Linked DNA regions of Mus musculus: region 2 is linked to region 1. A link is a contact called in public Hi-C data. All regions are on one chromosome and are shown on one strand. The core of a region is the stretch at or near the end of the contact, and the rest is flanking DNA. Distances in the headings are between cores, read along the strand shown.

Evidence for each region. Hi-C and Micro-C count contacts between places; a contact is called where the count stands out from the background.
Region 2: a Hi-C map of cortical glia shows a contact between it and region 1, with 2.2 times the contacts expected there. The contact joins the enhancer-like site here to the promoter of Edil3 in region 1. A contact is called at or near these places in 1 of 39 promoter capture datasets (maxillary cranial neural crest), 3 of 484 Hi-C or Micro-C datasets (brain, cerebral cortex and cortical glia), 1 of 115 datasets of contacts at active chromatin or transcription factors (neural progenitor cells) and 2 of 9 other capture datasets (adipose tissue and liver).

What each region holds. Positions count from the first base shown.
Region 1 is chr13:88,817,519-88,823,678 of GRCm38.p6, reverse strand. It overlaps Edil3 (EGF-like repeats and discoidin I-like domains 3), which reads right to left and starts at 2,207. Exons shown (of 11, transcript NM_001037987.3): 1 at 1,631-2,207. The coding sequence starts at 1,697.
Region 2 is chr13:88,897,700-88,903,859 of GRCm38.p6, reverse strand. The region is part of intron 1 of Edil3 (EGF-like repeats and discoidin I-like domains 3); the gene reads right to left. Among named protein-coding and RNA genes, the nearest start is that of Gm46433, 30 kb to the right of the region's middle. Within about 2 kb of position 3,594, at least 14 of the 459 cell types and tissues checked have an H3K27ac peak or open chromatin away from gene starts, as enhancers often do. A contact at or near this core is called in cortical glia, where this site is marked.

The DNA.
Region 1 (6,160 bases), core at 958-3,457:
TAGGAGGAGAGGGGAGTGCCTGTGGTTCTTACAGTTCCCTACCAGCTAAGGCATCAAAGTGCAGAGGGAATTCAGACAAGAAATTTAAAAAAAAAAAAAAAAAAAAAAAAAAAACCAGGAAATATCAGCTTTGGAAGCCTGTTCTTTCCTTACCACTGGAGTCTAGGCGACCCACTCCGAAAACATTTCCATATGCTAACCTTCACTGGAGTGGCTGCCTCAGCGAGGCAACTATCAGAGCAGGTTTGGAATAGATCCCACACACCTACACCCCTGGAAAAACAGTCACATCCTGGGGAGCTGAGAAGACCAGAACTACCCACCACTTGAGTCCCAAAGAGATTGGCATCTGGCTGCAACACAGGTTTCTGAAGGATAGTCCCCAACAGTCCATCCCTCCGAAGCGCATACATAGGTAGTGCATAGGTGTAGCGTAGAGTATCCATGCAATGCCTAGTCTAATCTCAAATGGATTCGAGTCAAAGCATTTTTTTTTAATTCCAAATACTTCTAGAGCCACAACGTTTCAAATCCTTGTAGCTTATCAGCTCTCTACTTACTGCTATCTGTGGAGGATTCTAGTAAATCTCTCTCAGAAGGGCCTTCTGTACTCACAAACGCAGAAAGGGCACAGCCACCCAATATCTGGAAACCCCTTCTCTCTCTTTGGCTTCCTGGCTCCAATTCAGTACCCGCTGATATGCAGACAAAGGTTTCTGACCAGGTTTTATATTGACAAAGCCTAATCTCTCAAAAGGACCTGAAAGTCACCTAAACAACTCACCCGGAGACTCACTGATTTTAAAATTTTAGGTTTTGTTTTGTATGCTAGTTTCCTATTTACATGCAAACCATGAAAGGCACAGGTAGACAAATCTGAACAACTTTTTGGCTCCTGGGCCAGGGACGCATGAAGGTTGGTTTGCACATCACAGCCATCTATTACCAAGAGTTAAGGTCTTACCCAGAGGGAGTACAAAATAATGCTCAAGCCCCCTGGGGTTGGAGGAGAAGAGAGTTGTTTGAGCTGTTGTAATTGAAGTCACGCGCCCAAGAGGAGGGTTGGGGAGAAAGCTAGCGACTTAGTAGACCTCTCTCTTTCTCATTGGCAGTATGAACTCTCAATATCGGGTCCAGGTTGACAGACCCCTTAGCCCCCACCCCCACCCCCACCCCTGTCCCTGCACCAGAGCACTGCATCCAGCTTACCGCCCGGTGGTTATCCAGGCTATTCTAGCACCTACTAGATGATGGCCCAGCACACTTAGCTCTGTCAGGTCTCTATCACAACCTCACAACCCTGTCCGCTGTCATCGGCCAAGAACATTGATATTTGCTAGTCAGGGGTCGCGCAGGGAATCACTAGCAAAAAAAAAGCCTAGGAAGACAACCCCTTCACACCCCCTCAATCTTCTTATTTTCTAGATCGCACCCTCTTCCCAGGCTCAGCCTGGGGCACTCCACACGGACTTTGCTAGCACTTTGGCAGGGTATCCAGGGAGCATCGCCTCTTTCGTAGCGCTCCTCACGCCGTGCACGCACTGAGGACCCACTGTGGCCCCTTGAGCGGCATTTCCAAAGGTGCTCCCCGCCCGTCCCTCATCCAGGGACCCCTGCCCAGCCACCTCACCTTTGCCGAACTGGGGCACCCCGAGGCTGAGTCCAACCAAAAGCCAGGCTGCTACCAAGTGCTTCATGATCCCTTCTCACGGACGTGACCTGGGCTGGTCCGGGGTCGTAGCGGAGGGCACAGTAGGCGAGGCGGCCCTGCAGGACAGCAGTAAACCCCGCCCTGTCAGAGATTCAAGAGGACGTCTTTCCTCCCGCAGCGCTTCCTCAAATTCTTGGGAAGGGCGATAAAAGAGTGGTGGCCCTAGAGAAAGGGTGATTCACCCCTCACTCCAGCTTCGCCTGAGCTGGGGTGCGCGGAGGTGGGTGCGCTTGAGAGAGGCTGGGGCTGCGAGTGGGTCCTAGCAGAGGCACAGCGGGCGGAGCGCGGGCTCCTTGGGTTCCTGGCTCCCCGATTTCCGTGCGCGCACCGCAGGCGAAGCGGCCAGCAGTGACTACGGCTCACGCTGCTGCCGCGGCGGCTGCGGGGGCTTCTGACTTGGAGAACAATGAAGCGAGAGCTGGAGGGGAGCGAGCCTGAGGCCAGGAGCGCACTGTGTACAAACAGTGGCGGCGCGCGTGTGAGACTGAGCCTAGCTGGCTTTGGGCGCCCCCGGCGGCCCGCCCCCCTACCCTCCCTCTTCTTATTGCCTTCTCCAATCTCTCTCTCTCTCTCTCTCTCTCTCTCTCTCTCTCTCTCTCTCTCTCTCTCTCTCTCTCTCTCTCTCTCTCCCTCCTTCCCTCTCTCTTCCTCTCCCCCCCATTCTCTCTCTCTCCCCCAGCTTTGGAAGGTGGCTCCTTCTGCTGGAAGAGAAAGGGAGGCAGCCGCAGCCACACCCTGACTGATACCTGCCACTATCTGCTAAGTTCCACATCTTCTCCACCTAAGATGCAAACTCTAAGGTTAAGGGAATACGATAGATGTCCGAAAGTGTTGGTTCCAGGTTTGGTTTTATGGTTAAGTGTACAAAAGAGTCCACTGAACTTCAGGACTGCCAGGAAAGGAAGTTAAGAGATTTCACAAAGTGGCTCTAGGAGCCTCAAGCTTGGTGAGACCCAAGACTGCTAAAAGAAGTCTCAGTTTCTCAGGAGTCACGATTTAGTCAGGAGCCAGACAGGCAAGACAGGCTGCTGCTCTGTTGTTCTGCCTGCAAATCAGTTTGCTCAGGGCTGAAGAGAAAGGTTGTGGGCTCATCTGCTCTCAGTGGAGAAAGGGCATAAGCAAGTGGGAGGCATGTAAGCAGGACATCTGTTTCACATGAAGGAAGTCATAGAAAAACAGAGGAAAGAGCAGATTCTTGACACATCACTCAGGTGGATCAAATTTCGCTGTTCTTCACCAAAACTAAAATAAATGGGCTTATTTTGCACTGAAAGTGATTGAACTGAAAATAAAGCCTCTGGCTTACAATTGTACTTTCTCCCCTGTTTTTCAGTTAGAATGATTGCTTACTGTAGATTCAATTCCTGTGGTACCAAGTACCAAAATGAAACAGGGTTCTCTGCCCTCCCCGAGTCACCATTAGGAAGGGAGATAGGAGGATATAAACACATGCGTAGAGAAACTGAAGAAATGAAGAAAATTGTCACTCTCAGGATTAGATGCTGAAAGGAGACAACCATGAAACTTCTTTATTTCTTCCTCAAGTCCTTGGAACCTCATCTTGTACCATCTCTCTGTCTGGAGTGATATCAAGGGTGGGAGGACATGCAAACCAATTGAGAAATAAAACCAAATGAGGGCAAGAGAGAGAAGTAATGTGTAATATGGGCAAAACACCAACCACAATAAAACATGTTTCCCATGCTGAGTGAGAGGGTGACAATACATGTTTAAAAAACTAACCAGAGCTCCCAGGGATTAAACCATCAACCAAAGAATACACATGGAGGGACCCATGACTCCAGCCATATATGTGGCAGAGAAGGGCCTTGTTAGGTATCAATGCGAGGAGAAGCCCTTGGTCCTGTGAAAGCTCAATGCCCCCAGTGTAGGGGAATGCTAGAATGGTGAGGCAGGAGTTGGTGGGTGGTTGGGTGGGGGAGCCAGAAGGGCTGGGGGACCGAATATGGGGTTTTCAGGAAGGAAACTGGGAAGGGAGATAACATTTGAAATGTAAAGAAATAAAATAACAACAACAAAAAACAACCAAAAAAAAAAAAAAAAAAGGAAAAAAATTGTCTTGTCAAGGAAAGGAAGAGTCACTTCCTTGTAGTACTTTCTGTTTAAACCCAGCCCTTTTGGTTAAGGAGAGTATTGTTTAGAGTTGTAAGTCCATTCTAGTCAATTACCAATGCTGCTTCCTTGTATGTCACTTCAGTTTAACTCTGAATGTGCACTCCTGCTGTGATATGTGTTTTCCAAAGACCGTCTCCAACTTGGAAAATGACAAGTTATCTTTCAGGGATCCCTTCCAAAGGATTCTGGCAAATCCTAAAGTGCAGGACCTCAGCCTGTACTGTATGATGAGCTAGACAACAGGAGACGATAGGATAAACATTGTGTTTGCTTTATTTTATTTACAATTTCCACTTTACCAATAATATGTAATACTAAGAAGCATGTCAAAATGTTAACTTTTTGTCAAAATCTAGACTATTAGACATTTCCTTTTTACAAAAATGGGTTCCTTGTTCATTTGCTTTGCTTTTTAAATACTCCGATAGACATAAAGCCACATCAAAATACATAATCTATGTCCAAACAACTGAGGTGAGGACTATAAAGGACACTCTTTATGAAGTGTTGTATCACCTTTGAAAGGTGTTGCCAATTTTGTAGCTCTGTACAAAATTCTTATTTTCTATCCAAAGATGGTATAAAGCTTAAACACAACAGTGCCTGCCTGATATCACTTCTTCCTTCCTGCTTATTTATACTGGACATCTACAAATAAGCCTTACCATCAATTACATTTGTAGAGTTCATTTCACTGTTGGTACACTTAGACAAGGCTGTGTACATATATACAGCCCTTTCCCACATGGAATATAGAAAATGTCTGAAAAACAAAGAAAGGGTAAAAGGACAAAATGCTGCTATGAATTTTTTCCTGAACATAAAGTGCTAAGAGACCTTTACTAATCACATATGATCCACCCTATGGTTTTACAGCTTCTCCAAATCTGTGCCTAAAATACTAAAAATGATCTATATATCACATGAAAATGGCATTTCTTAAATTGTTTTCTATGGATATTCTTATCCTTAGGATGTTGAAAGGTTTCTTGGGAAAGAAAAATAATAGTATTACATGGACAAATGATTTGGGGAACACTGTATATTAATGAAGCGTCTTGGCATCCTTGAGGAATATTTGCATATTAAATTCTCTGAAGGTCCTGTGGTTAAGAAGGTTTTTGAAAAGTGGTTAATCCAGCATTTTGCAAACTTTTGTTGTTGTTGTGGTGGTGGTGGTGGTGTTGGTGTTGGTGGTGGTGGTTGTTATAGGCATTATAACAAGCTATTCTTTAACATACCTGTTAATATAATGTAGGTTTAACACTACAAGGAAAGGAACAATAAGTAGAAAGAAAACAATCAAATGAGAAAATGCAGAAAGATTATTGATTTTTGCTAGGAACTGAATATTTCTTTCCTGCTATGAACGTGGTAATTAATCTCACTTGTCAACTTGATGAAATCTAGAATCGCCACCAGAGAACTGGTACGCTGGACATGTTTGTGACAGGTTATTTTGGTTATATTGAGGTGAGAAGACTTTTCAATTGTGAGTGACATCACTCCCTAGTCTAGGATCCATGACTCTATGGATAAAAAGAGATCATGAACTGAATTATCTTTCAGCTTATGCTTCTTGCCTGTGGAAGTGGTATGACTACTTGGGTCAAACTCATCCTGCTATGAGCCCCCCCCCCCCCATCACAGTGTCATGATAACACTTTGAACTATAAGCTGAAATAAACCATTTCACCTTTTCACGCCATTTTTGTCCGGTATTTTATCACAGCAGCAGGATAAAGGAAAGTGACACATAAAATCGCTGCCTCGAAGTGGAGCCGAAGCTATGATAAACCTTAGTTATCACACGTTTCTTCAATGAGAAAGACTGTGAGGTAGAAAGACTGTAGCTTGCTAGGTAGGGGCTGAATGGAGGAAGCTTGGAAGGCAAGAATCTTGAGAAAACAATTAACAGTGGAGGCCAGGCACAATAGGCTTCATAAGGAAATACACATCCTGTCAGGAACGAGTCTAGTGATCTCTTGTATGATATTTCATGAGACTCTCACTGAAGTTGGAATTCAATAAGGAATAGTGTTTGGGCTTCATAGGTGCTAGGTGATAAGTAAAAAATTTTGAGAGAGATGGTAAACAACCAAAGGGAAAACTAAAATTGGATACACTGTAACAATAGGAAGAGGTCCCAGAAGGCAAAATTGTACCCATTAGCTCAGCAGTTCTCAACCTCCATAATGCTGCAACCCTGTAATACAGTTCTCATGTTGTGGTGCCCCCAACCAGAAAGTTATATTCATTGGGCTTCATCACTTTAACTCTTCCACTGTTACATAATATACCATAAATATCTGA
Region 2 (6,160 bases), core at 2,345-4,844, 79 kb before region 1:
GTGCTCACAAAAAGGGAGCTAGCATGACCTCATTCTGGAAGACCCAGCAAGCAGCTGAAAGAGTCAGAGGCAGAGAGTTGCACCCAACCAATGGACAGACAGACACAGCTGACCCCTGTTGTTCAATTAGGGAAAGACTGAAAGACGCTGAGACGCTGAAGGGCAATCCTGTAGGAGGACGAGCAGTCTCAATTATTCTGGACCCCCGAGATCTCTCAAACATTGAACCACCAAACAGACAGCATACAGCTGCTGATATGAGGCTACTAACACACATACAGCAGAGGACTTCTGGGCCTGTGTTTATTCAGAGAAGATCACCTAACCCTCAAGAGACTGGAGACCCCAGGAAGTTTAGGTGGCATGAGGGGGGCATCCATATGGAGACAGGGGAGTGGGGAAGAAGTATGGGATGTGACACAGTAGGAGGGTGGATGGGGGGCAATAAAATATGGAGTGTAAGATAAATAAATCAATTAATTAAAAACAAAAACAAAAAAATCAATAATAAATTGGGACAAATTGTTATATCTTTTACTGTACAAATATTTAATTGTAATTGTAAATGGTTCTTAATAGAGATGAAAATGACTCCCTCTGATATTTCCATTCCTTGATGTGTTACAGACTGCTCATCCCTGTCTTTCTTCTACTCCATATTGATGTGTCACACATTGCTCATCCCTCTGTCTTTCTTCTGCCTCCATGTTGATGTGTTATAGACTGCTCATCCCTCTTTCTTTCTTCTATCTCCATGTTGATGTGTTACACACTGCTCATCACTCTATCTCTTTTAAATCTATGCTGCCTCTTACCTATAGCTTCTTTCTCATTCCCCAATAATCAGTTTATTTACAGATTATTACTTTTTGGTTTTCATATATAATAGAAAATAAGCAATATTTGTCTTTTTATGCCTGCTTATATCAGTTGATACTTTTGCTGTTTCATTATTATTCCACTACAAATAATATCTTATTAAGACTGAATAAAGCAACATTGTATACATGTACCATACATATGAATGCATATCAATATATATCTATAATGCATATGTATGTACATGTTATATATTCTTTATTCTTTCACCCATTCAGCTATTTCTCAATTGATATGTACTTATATTATTTTAATCTCTTAAAATTCTTCCTCATCTTATATTTTAGTTACTTTTATACAATTGCAACTATTTTGTCCAACCTACTATCTTTCATAAGTATTTTATATTTTCTATTTGTTGGGTCATTATTTTTTTGTGAGATGTTGTATATCATTAAAAATAAAATTAATATGTTTTTCTCCTATAAGTTTTCCTCATGTCAATTTAATTCAGAGGCTCAAGCCAAGCCACAAAGAGGGTGGAGTTAATGGCTTGCCTCCCCTACATTATTCAAAGTAACAGAGTTTCAATTCTTAGAGAGACAGCTACTGAACACTTACTAGCAACACTGCACTAAAAATACTTTCCAGAATGGAAAGTTATAAATAGAAAGACATGTTCTTATTATTATCTTTTTGACAAGCTTCTTTAAAATTTCAATATATGATCCCATCAAAAGGTCCCAGGTACTACCTGCCCAACAGTGAGGTTATGTGTCATTCAGAATAATATGAGCTACCAAGTAGGTGCTGAAAGACCAAAAAAAAAATATTAAAAAGAGAAAAGATCATGTAGATTTAAAAAAAAAATCCTGTTAAACCAATTAAGACTTACTGATTTTTCTAAACATATTGATTTTCACTGTCTGCATGAGAATGGTAGTCAAGTAATATTGAGACATTTAATTATCTCATAGCTATATTCATGCACGGGTGCACTGATCTGTTAGATTCTATATAGAAAAATAAAGAAATAAGGGAAAGCGTTTTAACAATGAAGGAATTATCACTTTCTAAAGGGTACATACTAAAAAGAATCTTGAAAGACTGTATAATATGATGGAATGATTATATATGTGTATATATGTGTGTGTGTGTGTACATACGTGCACATGCACACACACACACACACACACACACACACACACACACACATTCAACTTAATGAAAATATATGTATATGGCAAGCCAAACTAATTTAAGGTTCCAGAAAGCCAAACTAATTTAAGGTAACATATTTTCAAGATTTTAAGAAAGAAGTGATTTTAAAATAGAAGTTAGAATTTCCATTATTGTTAACTCAAGGTCACAAAGGTTCAATACATGAAGTACAATATAAATAGACATGGAATAGCACATTATAAACATTCACTTATATTTATAGGCCAATATTAGTACATTCAAAAACATCTTATTAACACATCCTGTATGTATGTAGAGTAGATGACTGCACACATTTTGAAGTTATAGCTACAAATTCAAGTCTTCATTCATGTTCGTTACATATCCACTGCCCAGTATCCTTGAGTGGAAGGACTCATTCATCATTCATATTGAATATATACCAAAAGAAAAAAAAATAAACATAGAATGTTGGAAGACTACAAATAAAGGCAGGGATTGGTAGTGCATGCCTTTAATCCCAGTAGTCAGGAGGCAAAGTTAGGTGGATCCCTGTGAATTCAAGGTCAGCCTGGTGTATAGAGTGAATTCTAACAAAAGCAGGGCTACACAGAAAAACTCTGTCTAAAAATCAAACAAACAAAGAACAAAATTATACAAATCAAAATATTAACAGATATGAGGTGTGCTGGTCTGTTAGCAATGGACTACTGTGCAAGAAGAATTTATTATTTATTTTAACTGTTTTTAGATGCTTTTTAAATTTTATTTAAGTTCTAGGTTAACTGTACAATGAAAAATTACTTTCACAACAGAATTCTACTAAAAAACATAATATCTTTGATAAATGATTCCATGAGCAAATATTCCTAGGCTATTTATACTTCCATAAATTTTAACCCACATAATTATTTATCAAAATTAAATTGATTTTAATAAGATTAGACAAAAACGAATGTTAAATGTCTTAGTAGAATATCTTATTGTTATTAAAACAAAATAAAAAAACTTGTGTCTAGGAATAGAGGTGTTACAATCACAATTGTTTCTTCAAAATACATGTTAAATTACTAATCCCCATAATGTCATGGCTAATTTTTTTTTTGGAGATTTTTTGTGTTTAAGTGTATTCAGATGATGTCATTATACTCGCAACCCAAGACAAGCAATGCCATCACAAGAAGATCAGGACACAGGCACACAGAAAGAAATGGGGAGAAGCCATAGATTCTGTAGGCTAAGAAACAGACTACAGAAGCAAAGAACTCTGTCAACACCTTGGTTTTGAACATCTAAAGTGAAAAATTATGAGAAATAAGTATCTATTCTCATGCACGTATTAAGTAGTACATTCTTTCCATAGCTAAGAACAAAGTATTTCAGGTCTAGTATCTGTGTTATTCATATCTGTCTATGAACAACAACAACACATATCAATAATTTAGAAAAAATGTAATCACGATATTAAAAAATTTGAGCTTGTTTTTAGCACAAAGCGTCACAAGGTATTTTGAATTATCTTGTGCTGAATAAGATGCATTGTTCTGCAAACAGAAAAGCATTTGGGTTGATAAATGCTCTTTTGTTGTGTTCCCTCAGCTGTGGGCACATGAAACAGAACAAGATACTGGCACTGCTTTGTGCCACACAGTGACGAGCATTGGATGGGAGAGGTTATAAAAGGTTTGAACACTGATAACTGAAGATAACAGGACAAATAGTCTTGTAATAATTGCATCTTTGTTGTTTAAAATTTGAAAATACTATTTCATTAAAATATTTGGCTCACAGAGTCAGTTCATTCAGATATTTTGGATTAAGAACAGCTGTGATATTTATTAAACTCAAACATCTTATAAAGTATAATAATTTTCTTAATATCCCCTACATTAATACTCTTACAATGAATGCAATTTTCAAGTTGAGGAGCTGAACTTGAAATATAGCAAAGTTAATGGACTTTGCTACAGTTCCAAAGGCAGGAAGTATTTAATCCTATTTATGTTATATTTGTATTCAAGCATAAATATCAGATATGCAAAAATACACAGGAAAAATAAACAATCTTGGTCATCATATATGTGTTGAGAATATATGTTTATAAAGTAAAACTTTAAAGGTGGAAAAAATTAAGTCTTTGTGGACATAAGTTCAGTATATAATGTGGTAAAATAAATAAGAAGCTGATTGTCATAAAGAGAACATACTATCTTCATTGACAGGTGGAAAAGTCAGGAAGAGGCACCAGGACCAGCCTTCTGCAATGGAGTTCTTTGTTTGCTTCAACCAAGAGAATGCTCACATGGATTTAGTGTTGAAAATAATTTAGTTTTGGTCTATTCATATTTGTGTGTTTGCAAATTGTCACAAAAATCTGGTAATATTTCTAGAAACACATAGCTATTTCTTTTGGATTTATTAGAAATGTAACCATATTGCATAACACATCTGCAGGTGATTAGTGAAAATATCAGAAAGATGGTCACATACTGTAAAGGAAGTCAATCTCACTGAAAAACATCATAGAGTTTCATTTAAAACTTTATATGCTATGACAGCCATAAAGAAGTCATTATTCAAATAGAAATATGGTGAAAAGTTTTAAATAGTCAGATACATATATTTAAAATTATGTATACATATACATTCAGAAAGAGAGAGACAGACAGACAGAAGGAAAGAGACAGACAGAGACAAAGACAGAAACGAGAGAGTCAGAAACAGAGAAGGATGGAGGGAGGTAACGAGGGAGGTGGAGAGAGAATTATGATTCTTTAACAACTCTGCAGGTGAGAATGAAATATTTTATTAATATGCCATTTAGAGATAAGCTATCATTTCATCATAAAATATTATTAGGTATCTTCTGAGAACTACAAAAATTAAAAATAAATTAAGGAAATTACAACAGAACATAAGACATTTAGCAACATTATTAGAGAAATAGAAAAGTCTGCCATCATAATAATGGGACATCGAAACACACCCATCAGAAAGGTTAACTAAATTATATTGTTAAGATGTTAAATATTATTCAAAATATTCAACAAAGAGCTAATGTGTAAAATAATAAAAGACAATAATGAACTTCCCCCAAATTAATAGCTAATCCTGAGAGCTATGATCAAATTCCATTGTTCAATTTCTTAAAACAGCATTAACAGTAATAATTAAGACTATGACTCTTAGTTGCAGAAAAGATATTGAGTCCCTTCCCGCCCTTGCCCTGGGATATTCATCCTCTCCTTTCATACTTGGAGCTTTAGTTGCTGATAGTCAGCCTATCTATATAAGCACCTAATTACTGCTTTATCAACATTCAATTTTAGTTGGATATTTTAGTAATTTTATGGATAAAAGTTGTATCTCAGAATAAATCAGTTCTATTTTACATTTCCCACAGGTCCTGGGAGACTGACACATATTCCAGTAATATTAAGTACATATTTTAATAAAGTGAAACTTTATCTCCAGATATACAGTACACAAGGCAATTCTTTCTCTTCTTAGAAACATAAAGTTTTTAAATTGATCACAAAAGATACAGATTGATTTTAATTCACCCAGTTTAAAAACAAACAGAAGTTCACATTACAGTTTCCCATCATGGAAACTTCATGCCAGTTTTCTTTCTCCCATCCTCACAAAGGTCACTGTCTCTATGGCTTCATGGAAGCTGCTCATTTGTATGTACCTTGAGCCAATGCCATATGTCTGCCTTCCTCTCAAATATACTAACTACTCTCTTTGTCCTTAGCCATCATCCACCTATCTGCCTTTTTTGGGGGGTGGGGAGCGAGTAAAACCATAAAGTTTGTTTGTTTGTTTATTTATATTAGGCATTTTCTTTATTTACATTTCAAATGCTATCCTGAAAGTTCCCTATACCCTCCCCCTGCCCTGCTCCCCTCCCCACCCACGCCCACTTTTTGGCCCTGGCATTCCCCTGTACTGGGGCAGATAAAGTTTGCAAGACCCAGGGGCCTCTTTTTCCGATGATGGCTGATTAGGCCATCTTCTGCTACGTATGCAGCTAGAAACACGAGCTCTGGGGGTACTGGTTAGTTCATATTGTTGTTCCATCTATAGGGTTGTAGACCCCTTCAGCTCCTTGGGTACTTTCTCTAGCTCCTCCACTGGGGGCCCTGTGTTCCATGCT